Linked DNA regions of Urocitellus parryii: region 1 is linked to region 2. The links are chromatin contacts, called in public Hi-C maps. All regions are on one chromosome and are shown on one strand. Each heading gives the region's core, a stretch centred on a gene start, on an enhancer-like site or on the middle of the called end of the contact. The rest is flanking DNA. Distances are from core to core; before and after follow the strand shown. Region 1 holds the start of Stk17a (serine/threonine kinase 17a). Region 2 holds the start of Mrpl32 (mitochondrial ribosomal protein L32).

Region 1 (3,574 bases), core at 344-2,843, 570 kb before region 2:
TTAACACTGGGATGTTAAGGCAAAAAAATATTCTGAAAAGTTATCTTAATATTTGTAAAGCTGTGCCTTTTTAATAATTTGTGACCAATTCCTTTTCCAAGACCCCAGCTGAAGGCTATCCTAACTGTCAGGGCCTTTCCCATTACAACATGGAGGTATTTTGCAACCATTCACAGGCTTGCAATAAAGGTGAACATGAACGCTATGTGCCAGGCCCAGTGGTATGCACTTTCCAGGCACTGTATCTTCACAACATCTCCATGAGGTAAGTACTGTCGTTATTCCGGTTTATTGATGAGAAAAGTGAGGCCGAGGAGTCTTAAATCATCCACCCAAAGGCAAACTCATGAGGAAGGGCAAGGCATATTGAACTCAGGTCTGACCTCCAACAATTTCTCTAAACTGTCTCAAAAGAAGAGTCTCAAAAACCCCATAGAAATCGCTATATCACTCTTCTTAAACAAACAAAATGTAAAGCATCCAAACAGGCTTCGCTTTAACAATTAAAAAAAAAAAAAAAAGGAAAGGAAAAAAGAAATCTAAGTTCTTCCTAACCCCCATAAAGAGCAGGGCAGGCAAGAGTCGGCTCACAGAAAAGTAGAAAGAGTGATAAAAGGGTCAAGACCCTACAGATGAAACTTATCTGAATTACCGAAATATTTTAGAACAACAACAACAAAAAAGGCACAAAACCAACCACGAAAAGGAAAACGATGAAGGCAGCAGAAGGCGGCTGAAGTTAATACAGCAACCGGTGCAAAGGAAGCTGTCACTACTGATGCTGCAGTTCATGAAGGCCACAGAGAGCGGTGGAGAAATCCGGAAAAGTCTAAAGGCAAAACCAAAGCTGACTTCATAAGCCTCTAGTTTTATTTCAGATCTGCAGTGTGGTTCACACACTAATCTCGCTAAATTACCATTTAAATCATTACAGATGGTGAAAAGGCGTGAGCAGAGGAAGGCGTCAAGGTTCGCGGTAACCAGAGGCAACGAATACCTCGCTCTTTCGTACTTTGCTCCGATGGCCAGCAGCTAGTCGCTTGCGGAGCTCACACCAGCTCTGCGGAGGGCAGCGACTCTGCCGCCCTAGTCGCCGCCAGCCCCTAAGTTTGTGCCAAGTCACCAAGCGCGTTATCGGTGCTTAACGCCACTTCCAGCCGCGGTACTTATCGGCGAGTACCTGGAGGCTCTGCACCCGGCCGAGGTCGTCCCGCTCCCCGGCCCCCCTCCAGCCCTTACCTGCCCAGCTCTCGGCCAGGGCTCAAGGTGTAGCCGTCCTGGAAAGGCTCAGTGCGCACGGCAGCGCGGATCTCTGTCAGCAGCCCGCGGGTTTGGGGCGGCGGCAGCCGGCGCGGCGCGCTCTGACTCCGACTCGCCTGGCCCGAGCCTGAGGTGGCAGCCAAGGAGGAGCCGCCGCTGCCCGGCTTCTCCAGAGGGATCATGGTGCTCGGGCGTTCTTCCTTTTCTGCCGCTCAGCTCGCTCCCGGTAGCCGGCGGGTAACGGGCCCGCCTTCGGCTGCCTCGTGGCGATCCGTGGAGTCTTCAGACACACGCTCTACCCGATGCGGAGCTAGGACTGCGGCCGGCAGGTTCCGGTCAGCTCCGCCCCGCACCCGACTCTGCCCCTCTCGCAGGCCTCGCCCACCCCACAGGCCCCGCCCCTCGGCGATCTCCCGTGGGGTCCTGAGCGCCCGATGCCTCATGCGCGCCCTCTGCAGCCGAGAAAGAGAAGGTGCAGCCTGACGGGCTGTCTGGGCGGCATGAAGGCAATGCACAGCGCCTCCCTTTGGTTAGGAGGACCGAGTGTGTCAGCTGTGTTGAGCACCTGTTGAGCATCTGGGAGTTCCAAAGCTGACTCTGGGTCAAGGGAAAGAAAGGTCCAAGAAATGAAATCATAGAGATACCTAAAGGAATAAGGAAAAATAAAAAGGGTTGATACGTGGCCAGATATGAATAAATATTAAACATATGAAAGGACAAAATAATGTCATGTGGGGTTTAAATCAGAGAACTAAAATATATACAATAATAGAACAAAAAGTAGAAAAGAGTAATTGGAATTAAAATGTTCTAGCATTGTGTGAGAATTGAGAAAAATACTTTTAATAATCAAGAATGAAAATTATAATCTCTAGAGTAAGAGTTAAAATAATAGAAAAATTAATAACAAGCTAGTAAGATGTCAAATAAAATAATGAAAATATTTAATCCATAGGAGCAATAAACAGATAAGGAATTGACTAACAGAAACAGATGGCAAATTTAAAGTTTTAAAAATTACAATAACATTAAATATAAATGGAATCTATGTACCTCCCAATTAAAAGTTAAAGTTTGTACATAACATTAAAAATAATCTCAACTATAATGTTGCTTCTAAGAGATACCTTTAAAGGCAATATAAATGTTGAAATAAAAAGAATGCAAAGAATTATGTCATATGAATGGTACCTAATTGAAAGCTGATATAGCTATAAAAATATAAGACAAAGTGAATTTTAAAAAAATATTTTATTTTTTAGTTGTAGTTGGATGCAATACCTTTATTTTATTTATTTTTAATATGGTACTGAGGATCAAACCCAGGGCCTCACATGTGCTAGGTGAGTGCTCTACAGCTCAGCCACATCCCCAGTCCGACAAAGTGAATTTTGAAGCAAGAAGTATTATTAGAAATAAAAATTCTTTGTGATGAAAGCATCAACCCCCAAACACTGTAATAATTATAAATTTGTATAATCTTAAAAGTATAGCACTGAAATATACAAACCCAAAATACAGGACTAAAAGAAGAAATATACAAATCCACACTCCAAAACTAGTTTTTTTTTTTTTTTTTGTACTGGTAACTTACCCCTCTCTGTAAATGATAGAACAAGAAGACAAAAATAGGAAGGATATACAAGTTTTGAACAATACAATCAAGAAAACTGACATAACTGAAATACACACATACATATATACACAACGCTGCAGAATACATTTTCTTTTGATGTAAGGAGAATATTTATTGATCATATACTGGCTCATAAAGCATATCTCAACAATTTTAAAGGATTAAAATTCTATAAAATCTATTCTATAATTTTGGTGGAATTAATCAAGAAACAAAATGTTACCTATCATTTTGATATATAACAACCACAGTCAGAAGCCCTATAAAATCACAAATGCATGAAAATTAATTAGTTTGCTTCTCATCTATGATGATAAAAATATTGGAACAACATTGTATACTATTTGATGCCCATTCATGATTAATTTTAAAAATTAACAACCTAGAAAGAGAAAAGTATTTCCCAAACTTAGTAAGATCTCTCTCAAAACCTACAGAAGAATTACTCTTGGAATCTGGGCATAGTAAAGACACCAGCTCTTACCACTTCTATTCAGTGTTCAGCAGAGAACCTAAATAATGTAATAAGACTAAAGTGGCATTAATACTGAAAAGGAAGAGTTTAAATGGTCAGGAAGGAACAGATTGTTAAATATCTGCAATTCAAGTACTCCTCTAGAATATCCAAAAGGGTCAACTGGAAAGAATGAAAATTAATAAATTTTACAAAGACAATTA
Region 2 (4,041 bases), core at 169-2,668:
CGCAGAATCTGGACTGTCTGTGGGACGCTGAGATTTTTCTAAGTCTATTTCTTCAGTTGAAAAGTGGTGAAAATTTATGGGATTGTTGAGAAGCTTATCCCAGGAAGTGGTTGGTGAAAATGTACTTAGCCCAGTGTTTGGTATATTGTAGTACATATTTTCTTGGTCTATATCTGTTTAGATTGCCTAGGTATTATCACTTTGGGGATATTTAGTAAATGTCAAAGCAATAACAGTTTTAACATCCAAAATATTTTCAATTAAAACTCGTTCCTCAACGAATACAAGGAATCAGAATTAATCTGCACAGAGCTCAAGCACCACAGAGAAGAACAAGTTGCATCCTGTGGACAATGGAACTGAAAGAAAAGACAATTGGGATCCGCAGTGGCCAGCCATAGTGCCAACTGAGAACTGCTTAAGTATACACACAGGACAACTCTAAAACTCCTGGACAAATGAGACTTAACAGAACTCTAGCACCACTTCTGGCAACATAAGGTCATGTCCCTGGGATGACCTCAGCTCTCCTTAAAGTTTAAGCCTGAGAAAGTTTCACGCTAACAGGAAACTTTATTTTTGGTCTAGCCAATACACACCTGAATAGGCACCTGAATTCCTTATCTTACAGGATCTACTAAAAAGGAATTACAATTGTAAAGACATATCACTTTCACCTCCAAAGCATCTCTCTCAAGAACCCAAGGCCATTCCTTTGGAATATAATCAATGATCAAGAAGGCTTCTGTCTCTCGGTCTCTTATGTGCGAACAGAACTCTACCTTGGATACCTGCGAGCTAGCAGACACAGCTGTACTAATCCCACTTACAATGACCAACCAGCCCCTCGCTCCATTTCACTTCTCTTACTCTTCCGACTCACTTGCCTCCATTCTCCTTTTAAAACGCCTGTATCACCTCTGTAAATTGGAATGAAACTCAGTTCTTTCTTCCTTCAGAAATTACTCGAAAGCATCTGTTTTCAGCATTTTAACAAAATTTGGCTGTGCTAATCCTTAACAAGCTAAGGCGCTTGGGTAACAATCTACATAAGAATGGACAAGAACAGAAAATTTATTTATTTGCTCGATGTGCACAAATAGCTGCTATGGTTTCCTGGCTAAAGTAAGGAACCACGTCCCCCTATGCGCCTCCGGGAATGAGAAAGGCCAAGGACAAAAACCAGGAACTGTGTCTACCAAGCAGCCTGGGTCTCCTCATTGATCCACTTCCTACGGAGCCTTTCTTTACCTACCCCACGGAGGAGCTGGATACCCTGGCCAGCTCTTTTGAAGTTTTCGCTGCAGAAGCTCCCAGCAGTTTCGGAGCAGCCCCCGTGCAGCGGGCCACGGAGGCACCACAACCAGGAGCATGCCAGACGCCATCTTCATTGCCGGAAAACGGAACTCACTGGGCTGCTGGATCCTGCCCCTATGAATGTGCACAAAGACCCAGAGTCGGGCAAATCTACCTTATAGAACTACAACTCCCAGAATGCCCCTGAGGTGGCTCTGACTCTGCTCCAATCAGAGAAAAAGAAGGAAAGGAAGAGGGCGGGGAAATGGAAAGAAATCGACCGCGGTGCGCATGTGCGCGAGTGTGCTTTGGTTCTCCGGGTAAAGATGGCGGAGCGCGGTTACAGCTTCTCGCTGACTACATTCAGGTATTGAAGGGACCCCAGGATCCTGCACGTAGCAAAGGTTGCAGGAGACTACCCGACCCCACTTTATTTGTAGTGGCTTGTGCCTTAGAATTTCCGGAGGGTCCAATGGGAAGTGGAGTTGGAAATGCAGCTTTGCAAAGTCATTTGCCGGGCCGGCTGGGGAACGGGAAAGCCTCGAAAGTCATGGTTCCGGCAGGCCTTAGGAGCCCTTTTGGGGGACCTGGGAACAACTGGAGATTATGGGACCGGGAAGCTGCTAGGCAGGAATTCACTTTCGCCTTGAATACAAGAAAAGGAGGAGTTAGCTTGCTCCTGGTGACCCGTTCAGAATTCAGAATTTCCTTCTTGACCAAAGTAGGCCCCATGCAGGAGTGCCTGAAACTCGGAATCTCATGTGGGGTTGCATTTTTTTTTTTTTAAAAAAAAAGAATCTTGGCTTTACGATTAGGCCGGAGTCTTGGTTACAGTTTGGCCCTAGTGGCTTGAAACTTATGCTTTCGGTTTCTTCCGTGTCCCAATTAGAAGCGTAAGGACTAAAAAATGAAAGCGCTGATGTTTCTATCAATTAGGTTGTTGTGAGCCCCAAAATAACTAGGCTACAATATATGTTTTGGTCATTTTGGTTTTGTACGGAGGAATGCTTAAAGAGTTTAGGTTTTTTTCTGTTATAAAACAGGGAATTAAAGTAATATTCTCAAAATACAGTTGAGGTGAAACATCGTACCCAATGTAAGAAAACCATCACTGAAGAATTTTTAAAAATGACCAGGGAAGGATTCTAGTTTGACCATTTTCTTAAGGATCAGTAATGTCCCATTTAGTTGTCCTGTCTGACTACTGAAGGCACAGAGGATCTAACTTGTTGAATACTTTCTGTGTTGGTGCAACTTAATCCTCCTCCATTGCTTTACCTACCACCTGTAATGAATGTTATCTCACCATGTTACTGAAGAGCTATCCACACTTGGACAAATTAACTTGTCCAAGGTCATTATTGAGTAATTAAGTGGACATACACTTTTTATTGCATGTTGTCTTACTAAAATTAAAAAAAAAAAAATGTCTTCCTCTTGGCAGTTTTCAGTATGTCAGGGTGCAATAGTGTTTTGGCAAACTTTGAATGAAATTAATTTAATTAAAGGGTTATATACCTTGACAGAGACTAAAATGTGCAAGGTAACCACTGTTCACTTATGTGAATATAACACACAAGATTCTTTATCTCTAAGGATAATTTTGGTGGAGCTGAGGCACAAAACAGCTATATTTCATCAGGGACTGAATAGTTTTTGTTTTTTGTGTTTTTTTTTTTTTTTTTTGTATTGGGAATTGAAATTAGGGACACTCAACCCCTCCCCCCAAGCCACATCCCCAGCCCTGTTTTGCGGTTTATTTAGAGACAGGATCTCACTTTGTTGCTTAGCTCTTCCCCTTTGCTGAGGCTGGCTTTGTTGCTATCCTTGTGCCTCAGCCTCTGGAGCCACTGGAATTTCAGGTGTGCTCCACTGCCCCGGTAGGACCTGAATTTTATTTATTTATTTATTTATTTTTTTAGAGAGAGAGAATTTTTTAATATTTATTTTTCATTTTTCTGTGGACACAGCATCTTTATTTATTTGTATGTAGTGCTGAGGATCAAACCCAGCGCCCCGCACATGCCTGGCAAGTGCGTTACCGCTTGAGCCACATCCCCAGCCCAACTGTTGTGATTAAAAAAAAAAAAACATTTTTAGAATGTTATGATTAGAATTAAAACTATTAGTGGTGGAACTGACTAGAGATTATGGGATGAAGAAGGTGTTTTTGTACCTTATTTTTAGCTGAAGATATTGACAATAATTGAGCAACTTGGCACCAGTTGATGAATTCTGGAAAAAAAAAATGTTTTTCTGTTACCCAGGAATTTTATTTAAAAAGGACAATAGAAGAGGCATTAGTTTGAGTGATCAGGAAAGATCCATTTTTCAATGATTTTTTATTCTGGAAAATGAAAAGGAGCCAGCTGTTTAAATTTAGGAGTAAAGAGAATAGTTGATAGAAGGTGGAATATAATGAGCAAGGAGGTAATATAGCGGAAGGCTAACCATTCAGGGTCTGCAGGCCAGAGTGAGTAGTTTTCATTTTATTTTAAGGGAACCAAGAAGTTTTTATAGGATTTAGTTGTGGATAACATGCTTCAGAGATAATTCTGTCTGGGAGTATAAGTAAAGTAAAAAGGTTACTTTGGTTATTCCAAGTAGAGGTGCTGGTACTTTACACTGAGGTGAGGGTATTATTGACTATAAAACATGTTCAGTTGCTCAGCAAGCTTGCAGGTTATTGAGCTTTCACAGAAAGTTGAAATGATAAAGGTATTTATAGGTGGCTCTGGGAGCAGA

Evidence for each region. A called contact is a pair of places that touch in the nucleus more often than the background predicts.
Region 1: a contact with region 2 is called in a Hi-C map of liver, with 3 times the contacts expected there. The contact joins the promoter of Stk17a here to the promoter of Mrpl32 in region 2. A contact is called at or near these places in 2 of 2 Hi-C or Micro-C datasets (liver and muscle).

What each region holds. Positions count from the first base shown.
Region 1 is chr3:99,894,759-99,898,332 of mUroPar1.hap1, reverse strand. Stk17a (serine/threonine kinase 17a) reads right to left here and starts at 1,593. Exons shown (of 6, transcript XM_026410658.2): 1 at 1,240-1,593. The coding sequence starts at 1,442.
Region 2 is chr3:99,320,747-99,324,787 of mUroPar1.hap1, reverse strand. Mrpl32 (mitochondrial ribosomal protein L32) reads right to left here and starts at 1,418. Exons shown (of 3, transcript XM_026410659.2): 1 at 1,256-1,418. The coding sequence starts at 1,391. Psma2 (proteasome 20S subunit alpha 2) reads left to right here and starts at 1,591. Exons shown (of 8, transcript XM_026410655.2): 1 at 1,591-1,663. The coding sequence starts at 1,623.